3 separate regions of the Sus scrofa genome follow, and all the other regions are linked to region 1. The links are chromatin contacts, called in public Hi-C and HiChIP or PLAC-seq maps. All regions are on one chromosome and are shown on one strand. The core of a region is the stretch at or near the end of the contact, and the rest is flanking DNA. Distances in the headings are between cores, read along the strand shown.

What was found. Hi-C and Micro-C count contacts between places; a contact is called where the count stands out from the background. HiChIP or PLAC-seq counts read pairs in DNA pulled down with a chosen protein or histone mark.
Region 2: a contact with region 1 is called in an H3K27ac HiChIP or PLAC-seq map of alveolar macrophages. The contact joins the promoter of CASTOR1 here to the promoter of NF2 in region 1. A contact is called at or near these places in 1 of 5 promoter capture datasets (fetal liver), 1 of 47 Hi-C or Micro-C datasets (skeletal muscle) and 1 of 2 datasets of contacts at active chromatin or transcription factors (alveolar macrophages).
Region 3: a contact with region 1 is called in a Hi-C map of heart right ventricle, with 2.7 times the contacts expected there. The contact joins the promoter of RNF215 here to the promoter of NF2 in region 1. A contact is called at or near these places in 1 of 5 promoter capture datasets (fetal liver), 1 of 47 Hi-C or Micro-C datasets (heart right ventricle) and 1 of 2 datasets of contacts at active chromatin or transcription factors (alveolar macrophages).

What each region holds. Positions count from the first base shown.
Region 1 is chr14:46,651,685-46,655,131 of Sscrofa11.1, reverse strand. NF2 (merlin) reads right to left here and starts at 1,263. Exons shown (of 16, transcript XM_003483446.4): 1 at 651-1,263. The coding sequence starts at 764.
Region 2 is chr14:47,265,375-47,268,696 of Sscrofa11.1, reverse strand. It overlaps CASTOR1 (GATS-like protein 3), which reads left to right and starts at 1,968. Exons shown (of 7, transcript XM_021072302.1): 1 at 1,968-2,252; 2 at 2,837-2,907. The coding sequence starts at 2,140.
Region 3 is chr14:47,355,446-47,359,010 of Sscrofa11.1, reverse strand. RNF215 (RING finger protein 215) reads left to right here and starts at 1,820. Exons shown (of 10, transcript XM_005670838.3): 1 at 1,820-2,210; 2 at 2,467-2,551; 3 at 2,554-2,609; 4 at 3,062-3,133; 5 at 3,214-3,299. The coding sequence starts at 1,926.

The DNA of each region.
Region 1 (3,447 bases), core at 14-2,513:
GAATCAAAACGCTCCTTCACCATTTACTGGATATATGGTTTGGGGTACCCACCTAAATGAGTTGTTTTGAGAGGTAAGTGTATGAATGTCTGACACTTAGGACGTATTCAATAAAGGATAACTTATCATTGTGATACAAACTGTAGGGAAAGTTTAGGATATCATCTTTTTCCTCGAAGAGTTTTTTCCAGAAAATTTAAGCTGTGAAAAAGGGAAACAACTACTGTAGACTGTGCAATAAAATGAGATGCAACTTTTAATAGCTGGGGTACATAATATAATCGAATAAAGTTAAAAACTCTATAAAGCTGAAGTTAAAGCCTGACACTGAAAATTAAATTTCGCTACCACGGATGTTTTCAGACTCTTGGAATAACAATGAATGAAAACCTTCAGGAAGCACTTCCAAACCCAAAAGTCCCATTGAAAAAAGCAGCGATTATCTTTAACATGACGATTTGGGCCTAGATGGCTCCTTCCGGTTCTGACCCTCTCAGTCTTTGCCCAGAGATGATATAAACAGAATCCCGAAGCTTCCACCTCAACTGTCACCGCGGCAAGGGCGCCCAGGTCGGTGCCAGATCCGCACCAGGGCCCGATCCCGCCAGGCCTCCCTTCGCTGCAGCCCGTAGGGGCTGCCGGCCGGTTACCTCGCAATTGAACTCCATCTCCGCGTCCATAGTGACGATCCGCACGGTGAACGTCTTGGGCTGCTTCCTCTTGAGAGAGCTGAAGCTCATTCGGGAAGCGATGGCCCCGGCCATGGCGTGGGGCTCAGGCCCGGGAACCTGGGGCCCCGGGGCCTGCACTCTGGACCTTTTAGCCTCCCTGGAGAAGCCGCACAGGCCTCAGGGCCACCATGGTGGCCGGCCGGCCGGCCCGGGAGCTGTCTGAGCGGCGCGGGCCCCCAGCGGCCAGCATGGGCCGCGAGGACCGTGCCCTGGGAACGGAAAGGGGAGTTGGGGGGCGGGCCCTGATGGCCGCGGGGAGAGATCGCGATCAGGGACAGACAAGGCGGGCACCGCCCGGCTCTCGCCGGGACTCGGGCTGGGGACGTTGGGGACGCCCAGGGACGGGGGCCCTAGACGGCGGCTGCCCAGACCCTGCGCGCCTCTCAGCGGCCAACAGAGGTCTCAGGGGCCGCTCTCCAGCCAGGCGCGCACGTGCGCGCGTGGCTGTCACCGTCCTAGCTCCGCGCACCCGCGGGAAGCGTCCCCTCCCCGCATCCCCCGGCCTGCTCCCTGCCCCGCCCTCAGGCCCTTCAGAGCGCTACACGCAACGCAACCTAACTCGGCGGCTGCAGCCTAGACACCACGATTGGCTGAGAACTCTGAGGGAGGCGGGACTTTCTCCCGCTGTCCCACCTTCTTCAGTAGGACTTTACCAATTGGAAGTTCAGATCTAATTGGAGGCGCGGGATTACCCTCGACGTTGAGTGGCTAAGGCAGCGTCACTCCGAACGCTTTTGTTCGTAGGGGTACGCCTACTCTAGCAAGACTGGTTGACGCGGGGAGCCCGGCGCGCCTTTCCCAGGAAAACAAGAAGAGGCTGCTCCCGGGGCGCGGGAGATGAGTCACTCCTCAGTTCAGCAAGGGACTGCCCTTCGGACCAGGTCTGCGCCGAGTGTGGCGCCCCAGGAGACTGCGTTTCGAACGCCGAGCGGCCAATCCTGTTTAGCACTTAATTGCATGTATTACATGTACTGACTTGGTTTTTCTTAAACTTTCAAATCACTTGAGGCCGCTTGGTAGCGGGCAGTTTCCGCCAAGTCCTTCAGCTTCTGTTGAGGAGAAATTCTAGTTGTTACCGCGGGAGGGGGTAATAATTGCATCTGTCTCATGGAGTTGTTGAGGAATTTAAGCGAGATCATCCATATAAAGCTTTAGATAAGTGACTGGTCATACTACGTTGAATCTTATGAAATTATTCTTTCTGTAGATTTAAAAAACTAGAAAAATGAAAGCAGTTTTTATGTTGTGTTCTGTGTGATTTCCAGTTTCAGATCATATACATGATTTTTGTTTAAACTTCCTCAAGGGTTACAGTGAATGTGTGTGAGAGAGAGGTAGGGGAGTATAACTTTCTGTGTTTTTGTTGTGGTTCTTTAGGGCCACACCTGGGGCATATGGAAGCGCCTGGGATAGAGGTCCAACTGGAGCTGCAGCTTCCAGTCTACACCACAGCCACAGCAATGCCAGATCTGAGCCGCATCTGCGACCTACATCACAGCTCAGGGCAATGCGGGATCCTTAAACCACTGAGGGAGGCCAGGGATTGAATCCGAGTCCTCTTTGGATACTAGTTGCTGAGCCACAACTGGAACTCGTGTGTGTGTGTGTGTGTGTGTGTGTGTTTCTGTTTCTCTTTTAATCCAAATTTTAAGTTAATTCTTAGTGGTTGCCTAGCTGAGTGGTTGAAGGTTAAGCGTTGCACAGGTATTAACTATCATTATCACCCCCACCCCCACTCTACAGGTGAAGAAAAAGCTCAGCATGACGGAGCTACTTGCTGGCTAGCATCTAACTGCTGAGAGGCAAAGCTGGAACTCAAACCCAGGTCTGTTCCACCCAGAGACTGCTCGTATTACCTCTACTCTGCTCTCCTTCCCTGGTGGTGGCTTCTGAATTGCTCCTCCTGGTTACAGCCCCAAGACCCTGAACTACAGTTCTGGAGCCCTCAGCAGACACTGATGCTATAACTCTATTAAGAGCATAAATTACTCTTCCCCATAGGCCACCACAGTGCCTGTGAAGCACCAGCCAGGCTCCAGTAACATTTGCTGGCACACCCAGCCAGGCTGCCATGGGAGAACTTTATGCCCTGCCTACTGCTAGCAAATTCTCCCCACCAAACTGATTGTTTAGGGCACTGTGGGCTTATCGTGGGAGTGTCTTTATTTTCATTGCTTCTCTTCTTCCCTGCAGGTGGGAAAACCAGGCTAGATTTCCTATGGGCTCCCCACAGGGACAACAAATCACAGCTTTAACTGAGGGACAAAGCTGCTGACAGAAAATAAGTGACATAAGTGACTCTGGGCCACTGAGGAGTGAATCACGCAGCAGGGGCTGAAAATAACACTGATAGCTTGTTTTTATGGAAGGCTCCCTGGGTGCTAGGCACTGGCCTGATTGGCTGAAATTTAGCATTCCTAGGGAGACATCTGGGTAGATGTACGGTTCTAGATCTCAGAAGCAAGGCCAGGGCCAGGAATCAAAATAGATGTGATGGAATACTATGCTGTCATTAAAAGTGCCATTCACAAGGAATAAATAGAGATGGTAATAAATGGTATGTACCAGAGAAGGTTCTGAGAAGGAAAAATTCATATAGGGCTCGCTAAGAAAGAACTGGCACACAGACACCAGTTAATAAATATTTGTTGCATGAATAAGTGAAGGGCATGAGGAAATACTTATGGTCTCAACTATGGGAACAATGTTAATAGTC
Region 2 (3,322 bases), core at 719-3,218, 610 kb before region 1:
GTATTCATTCTGGGTTGGGTGCTGGTGCCAAGAGTGAGGGATCATGAATGCCCTCACATGCTCATCCCAGGCCTCCATCAAAAGCAAAGGGGTGTGGGGCCAAATCTGTATCTTTGATGAAAGGCTACCTGCCATGTAGCATATGCCAGGCTGGGCTGGTTGTGTCACATGCCTGATCAGGTAGGTTTTATTATTGTCCCCCTTTTATGGATAAGGAAACAGGAGCTAAGTGGGAAAAATGAAGCTGATCCAGATTTGTACCCAGAGCCCCCAACTACCTCTCCTGACTTTGCCATTGAAGGCCCAAGTTGGCAGTAGTGTCATAGCTGATGACTGGCAAGGGTGAGGACAGGGTGTCCCTGGGAGAGGCCCCCCTTCTGCTGAGGAAGCAGCTTTTCCAGTCAAACAATAGTGACTGTTCTTGGCTGGCCACCAAGCTGGGCTGGGCAATGGGGGAGCAGGGAGGCAGGACTAGAGCCTCCCTGGGAGCTTTTAAGCATCTCAGGGCCTCAGCCTGGAACATCTTGTCCTGGTACAGCTGGGGATACTGAGGCCTGAGGAGGTCAAGGGTCACATGAATCTGTCAGGGCAAACCACACCCTTCCTACCTCCTGCCCCTTACCCCTGTGGCTTCCTACCCCATGTACACCTGCCGTCAACCAGATGAGGGGCTCAGCCTCCTGAGGACACCTCCCACCCCCTGGCCCTCTAGGGGTCTGGCCAGGATGTGGTGGCTGCAGTGTTCCAGCAGAACCCACCAAACTGGTGAGTCCAGGGAGGGAAGGTGCTGCCCCACTACTAGCTGCGTGCAATTGCCGCCACCCCCCACCCCACGCCCGCCCGCCCCAGCAGGTAGGAGGCCTGCTCAGGCCTGCTGGGACCCAATCAGGCCTGAGGCCTGCTTTAACCTGCTTGGTTCAAAGCCTTGGATCTGAGGCCTGAGGATGTGCAGGCCAGGCAAGGGCCCCTGGAACATGTCCCATCCTGCTGGGAAACCAACCTAGGTGTGCTGATGTCTGCTCAGCACTGGGGTCTTTGCAAACCTGAGAGGCCTGAGCAGACCCCAGCCCTAATGTTGAAATGAACCCAAGGTGGCACTAACAAGCTTCAGATCTGGGGGCCTCCTTGGACATGAAACAAGCTTAAATGTGCTCAGGCCCAAGTTCTAATGACTGTAGGCTTTTAAGTCTGACTACACACTGGGCTCTGGATGCATGGCCCTGCCCCCCAAAGTTTGAGCTTTGGGCATTCCTGTCCCAAATACTTAAGTCTTAAGCCTCAAATGTTAGTCCAGACTACCTTCAGCTCCCTACCCTACAGTGTATTGCTCAGAGGTAGCTGGGGCCCTCCCCATCTTTGATTCTGGTGGGGAGCCTTCTACTCTGAAAGGTGGGTGAGAGGAACAGATGTGGGGACCACCAAGTTCAGGTTGGGTTTCATCTTGTTAGCCCACTCACAGGGCTCACAAAGCTTGGAGGGGTTTGTATCAGTGCTATCCTGGGCTGTGGAACTTTTTTCACTGCCACCCCAGCCAGTTCTGGTGGCCCTGCCTCATGCTAAGCCATCAGAGGAAGGAGAGGGAAAGGTGCCAGGACCCTTTATTGGGACAGAACAACAACGTCTCCTAGGTTGCACAGTGGACCCCTACCCACCCATGTTTCAAGGATTTGGGAGCAGTGTTCTGGTCACAGCCGAGCCCCGGTTCATCTTGTGGCCCTCCCAAGCCTTGGTGAACTTAATCAGAAGGCCCTTAGTGCAGAAAAGACCCCAAGCCTCCCCGGGCTCTCCGGAGCAGCTGCGGGAGTCCTGCGGAAAGGGCGGAGCCCGGAGTGGGGGAGAGGCATGGGCGGGGCCTGGAGGACGCGACGGGGGTGGGGTTAGGTGGTGATTCCGGAGCCAATGCCGAAGGGGCGGGGCCATAAGGGGCGGAGTGAGTCTCTAGCGTTACAAGGAGGCGTGGCCACCCTGGATTGGCCCCCAGTCCTGCGCGGCGTGGCCGTCAGGGAGCTGGCGTGGCTGGCGGCTAGGACTCTGCGGCGCAGCGGCTCCTTTAAGCACCTCCCGGCACCGCCCCCGCCGCCCCGCCCCCGGCACGGCCTGGGTCTGTTTGGCCGTGGGGTCGGGTCCGCGCGGACCGCGATGGAGCTGCACATCCTAGAGCACCGGGTGCGGGTGCTGAGCCTCGCCCGGCCCGGTCTCTGGCTCTACACTCACCCACTCATCAAGCTGCTCTTCCTGCCCCGCCGAAGCCGGTGCGCGTCCGGGTCCGGGCACAGAGGGGGGTGGGCTGCACTGTCACTCTGAGATGGGATCGGGAGATTAGGACCTCCGCGGGGCCAGCGGGAGCAGACAGGGAGAGCGCTCCCCGCCCCCCGCTCCCCACCGCCGCCATCCGGCCTGGGCCTACCCTCCCTGGGACCGCCGCCTATCCGGCTCGTGAGGCCCCCTCACAGAGCTTGTTAAGGCGCAGACAGCCTGGGATGGTCAGTGCTTAACTCCTAGTGGTTTCACATGGGGGCATTTCTTCCTGGCAACTTCGGAGAACTTTTTCCAGCTGCCTCTCATCGGGTCAGAGGGGCTGGTCTAAGGGGGCTCGGACGCCCGGGACTGCCGCCTTGGGTGAGCCTCTCCTTCCTCTTGGAATGCTGGGCAGGGGCTTCTGCAGAGATCTGGGCGGAGGAAAACGGTTCGCAATTCTGGAGATGGGGCCCACGCCCCACTGTTCTGGGGAGGAAATTGAGTCTGGAGGGGGCAGGGAGACGCCCAGCCGGGGTGGGGGGTGTCTGCCCGCCCCCTCCGCCCACCCAGGCTGAAGATGCTCCCTGCCCCCACCCAGGTGCAAATTCTTCAGCCTGACGGAGACCCCTGAGGATTACACGCTCATGGTGGACGAGGAGGGCTTCAAAGGTGGGGACTGGGCTGGGGAGGGTGAGTAGGGGAAGGAGGTTGTCCTCCCCTTTTTGCAGGATTCTAAGAGAATGCTAGGATCTAATGTACCAAGAGTTGGGGCCCTGAAGGCAGATGATCTGGGTTCCAGTCCATTTCCACTACTCACTGGCTGTGTGCCCTTGATCAAGTCACTTCCCCTCTCTGAGTTGTTTATTTCGTTTTATGTAAAATGGATATAGTTACGGTTCTGATCTATTTGGCCCCATGAGGGTTTTATAAATGGGGCAGTGTGTAAAGGGCATTTAGCAGCCACAGACCAGCAGCAGGGCCTCAGTTACAGCTCTGGGGCAAGAATCAGGCTTCTGTGGCTGTTCTTGCCCCCCACCCCATTATTTCCCCTTGGGCTTCACTCCCTGGTGTGGGTCACTCCCTC
Region 3 (3,565 bases), core at 571-3,070, 700 kb before region 1:
GGGAACGCCTATGTTTAATTTTTTTTTTTTTTTGAGGAATCATCATCCTGTGTTCTACAGGAGTCACACCATTTTATATTCCCACTGTTGACCCATTTTGAGTTAATTAAAAAAAATTTTATGATAGCTGATTTACATTGTTCTGTCAATTTCTGCTGTACAGCAAAGTGACCCAGTCATACATCTGTATATAGCCTCTTTCATATTATCTTTCATCATGTTCCATTACAAGTGGTTGGACATAGTTCCCTGTGCTTTATAGCAGGACCATTTCGAGTTAATTTCTGTATATGGTGTGAGGTAGTAGTCCAATTTTATTCTTTGGTACATTATATCCAGTTGTTCCAGCACCATTTGTGGAAGACACTGTTCTTTCCCTGTTGAATGGTCTTGGCACCCTTGTTGAAAATCAGTTGGGGGAGTTCCTGTTGTGGCTCAGTGGAAACGAATCTGACCAGTATCCATGAGGATGTAGGTTCATCCCTGGCCTCGCTCCGTGGGTTAAGGATCCGGTGTTGCCGTGAACTGCGGTGTAGGTCACAGATGTGGCTTGGATTTGGTGTGGCTGTGGCTGTGGCATAGGCCAGCGGCTGCAGCTCCAATTTGACCCCTAGCCTGGAAACCTCCATATGCCAAAGGTGTGGCCCTGAAAAAAAAAAAAAAAAAAAAAGAAAATCAATTGGCTATAGATGTCTGGGTCTATTTCTAGACTCCCAATTCTATTCCATTTGTTTACATGTCTATCTTTACTACGCTGTTTTTTGATCACTGTACCTTTGTAGTATGTTTACAAATTGGTAAGAATGAGTCTTAACTTTATTCTTTTTCCAATATGGGCTAGTCAGGGCCCTTTGCATAGGATGGGTTTGTCATTAGAGGAGTTCTCTTGTGGCACAGCGGGCTTGGGCCTGCTATGGCTCAGGTTCGATCTCTGGCCACTTCCACATGCCATGGGTGTAGCCAAAGAAAAAGTCATTACAATTTTAATTTTAGGAGTTCCCATCGTGGCTGAGCAGTTAATGAATCTGACTAGCATCCATGAGGATGCAGGTTCAATCCCCAGCCTGGCTCAGTGGGTTAAGGATCCAGTGCTGCCAGTGACTGCTGTGTAGGTCACAGAAGTGGTTCAGATCCTGTGTTGCTGTGGCTATGGTGTAAGCCAGCAGCTACAGCTCTGATTTGAACCTTAGCCTGGGAATCTCTATATGTCGTGGGTGTGGCCCTAAAAGGCAAAAAAAAAAAAAAAAAAAAAATTAATTTTATTGGGGATTGCTTTGAATATGTAGATGACTTTAGGTAGTATTGCCATCTTAACAGTATTAAGTCTAGCAATCCATTAACCCGAGCATCATTCCATTTCTTTAGGTATTCTTTTTTTTTTTTCCTCCCCAGGGCCGCAAGTAAGGGGATATAATGGACAACACTACGGAGCTGAGTTAGGCCTGGTCCCACTTTCTGCCCCTCTGGGACCCTTACCTCAATTTCCTCCCCAGCTCCACGCCCTCCCTGCCCGCCTCCAGAGTTCTGTCCGGTGGAGAAAGGGAGGCCTAGGCCAACCCTGAGCGTCGGGCCGCTATAGAGAAAGGGCCAGCGTCCAGACCTCTAGACATTCCTCCAGACAAAACGCAACAAGTTCAAATCACCTACTGTCTGACTTGAGTATGGTGACCTCGCACCGCCCAGATCCAGCGTCCCAGACCTCCGCCGCCGGTGTTCTCCGCGGCCACCAGGGGGCGCGCGCAGCCCGGTCTGGGCAGGAGAGCCGCCTAGAGCCCACGCCGCCTCCCGGAGCCCCGCCCCGTCCGGCCACGGCCCCGCCCCCTCCCCTCCCAGCGCCCCGCCCCGTCCGGCTGAGGCTTCGCTCCCCAACCCCGCAGCGTTCGGGACCCCGGGATCTCTGTGCGGCCTGCTCGCCGGGTCCGGCCATGGGCCCCGCCGCTCGCCCCGCGCTGAGGTCGCTGCCACCTCCTCCTCCGCCGGCGCCGTCGCCCCTGCTGTTGCTGCTGCCCCTGCTGCCACTCTGGCTGGGCCTGGCGGGGCCCGGGGCCGCGGCGGACGGCAGCAAGCCCACGGCCGGGGCGGGACGGGGCGGGGCCCGCGCGGTACGGGTGGACGTGAAGCTGCCGCGGCAAGACGCTCTGGTGCTGGAGGGCGTCCGGATCGGCCCCGAAGCAGACGCGGCGCCCCTGATGGGCGGCCGCCTGATGCTGGTGAGCGCCGCTGAGCCCTATGGCCTCCGGCCCGCTTTAGACCTTGTGCCCAGATCCAGCCTTCGTCCTGGACCAAGCCCTGGCAGCCCAGCGCCTCTTCCTCAGGCTGCCAAGGCCCCCAGCGTTCAGGTTTCCAAAATCTGAGATCAGATGTCTTCCCCTCCAAATTCGTCCCCAAACCCTGGCCTTGCATCCTCTGTGTGCCTGATCCCCCTTCCTCCCCCTCTCCCTCTATCCACGGTCCCTCACCCCACAGATGGACGTTGTGGATGCTGAGCAGGAAGTGCCCAGAGAAGGCTGGATTGCGGTGGCATACGTGGGCAAGGAGCAGGCGGCCAGATTGACCAGGAAAGTCAGGGCAGCGGCCCACAGGCCTATCCCAAGGCTCTGGTTCAGCAGGTGCAGAGGGTGTATGTGAAAAGGGGGCTAGAGGAGGGTTTTCAAGGCAACTACTAGAGCCAGACCACCTGGTTAGTGGTGGGCCGGTAAGGAGCCTTCAGAGAAGCCCTGGGCCTGGGTAGGGCCAGGGACCCTAGTTTGTAGAATCTGGGTCAGTGTGGTTGGCAGCAGGGAGGTGGGAGGAGGCCAGAGAGTCAGGAAGCTTAGTCAGGGAGTGCCTGCTGGGGTGGGCCCTGCTTGGACCAAGGAAGGCCCTGTATTGTTTGGGTCCCATAGAACATCTGAGGGGAAGGCAGGAGGCATAAGGGTTTCGGCCTTTGACCTCAAGGAGCTTATAGTCTATCCAGAGGAAATGTTCTCTCCAGAGATAAGAACAACCGTGGCCATAGGTAGTGAGACGCATGTGTGGGCAAGTATATGTGTGTGTGTGAGCCTTTGCCTCTGTCCTGCAGATGCGGAGGGCGCTCTTCCTGGGAGCCTCTGCCCTGCTCCTCCTCATCTTGAACCACAACGTGGTCCGAGAGGTAAACCGGATCAAGCCTAGTGGGCATGCAGGCTGGGGGATGGGCAACCAGGACTGGCTGACCTCCCTGTCTTCCTACAGCTAGACATATCCCAGCTTCTGCTCAGGCCAGTGATTGTCCTGCATTATTCTTCCAACGTCACCAAGCTGTTGGAGGCACTGTTGCAGTGAGTTGGGGTTTGAGCTCCAGAGGACTGGGCCTGGGTGCTATGGTCCCTGGCTTTGCCATGGGCTCAGGGGTCTTGGGACCAGGTCCTTTCCTGTTTATTTAAAGATGGTTTTCTTCTGCTCTGAAAAATGGGTGAGGGAACTGGAAGAAGGAGGCTGCTCCATGGGCAGAGGTGATTAGCTCCAACAAGGAGGAGGGCCGCTGCTTCTCTGTGCTTATGGGCCTCCTTGGCCTGGCTTTATAAGAACTGGAAAAACCATGGAG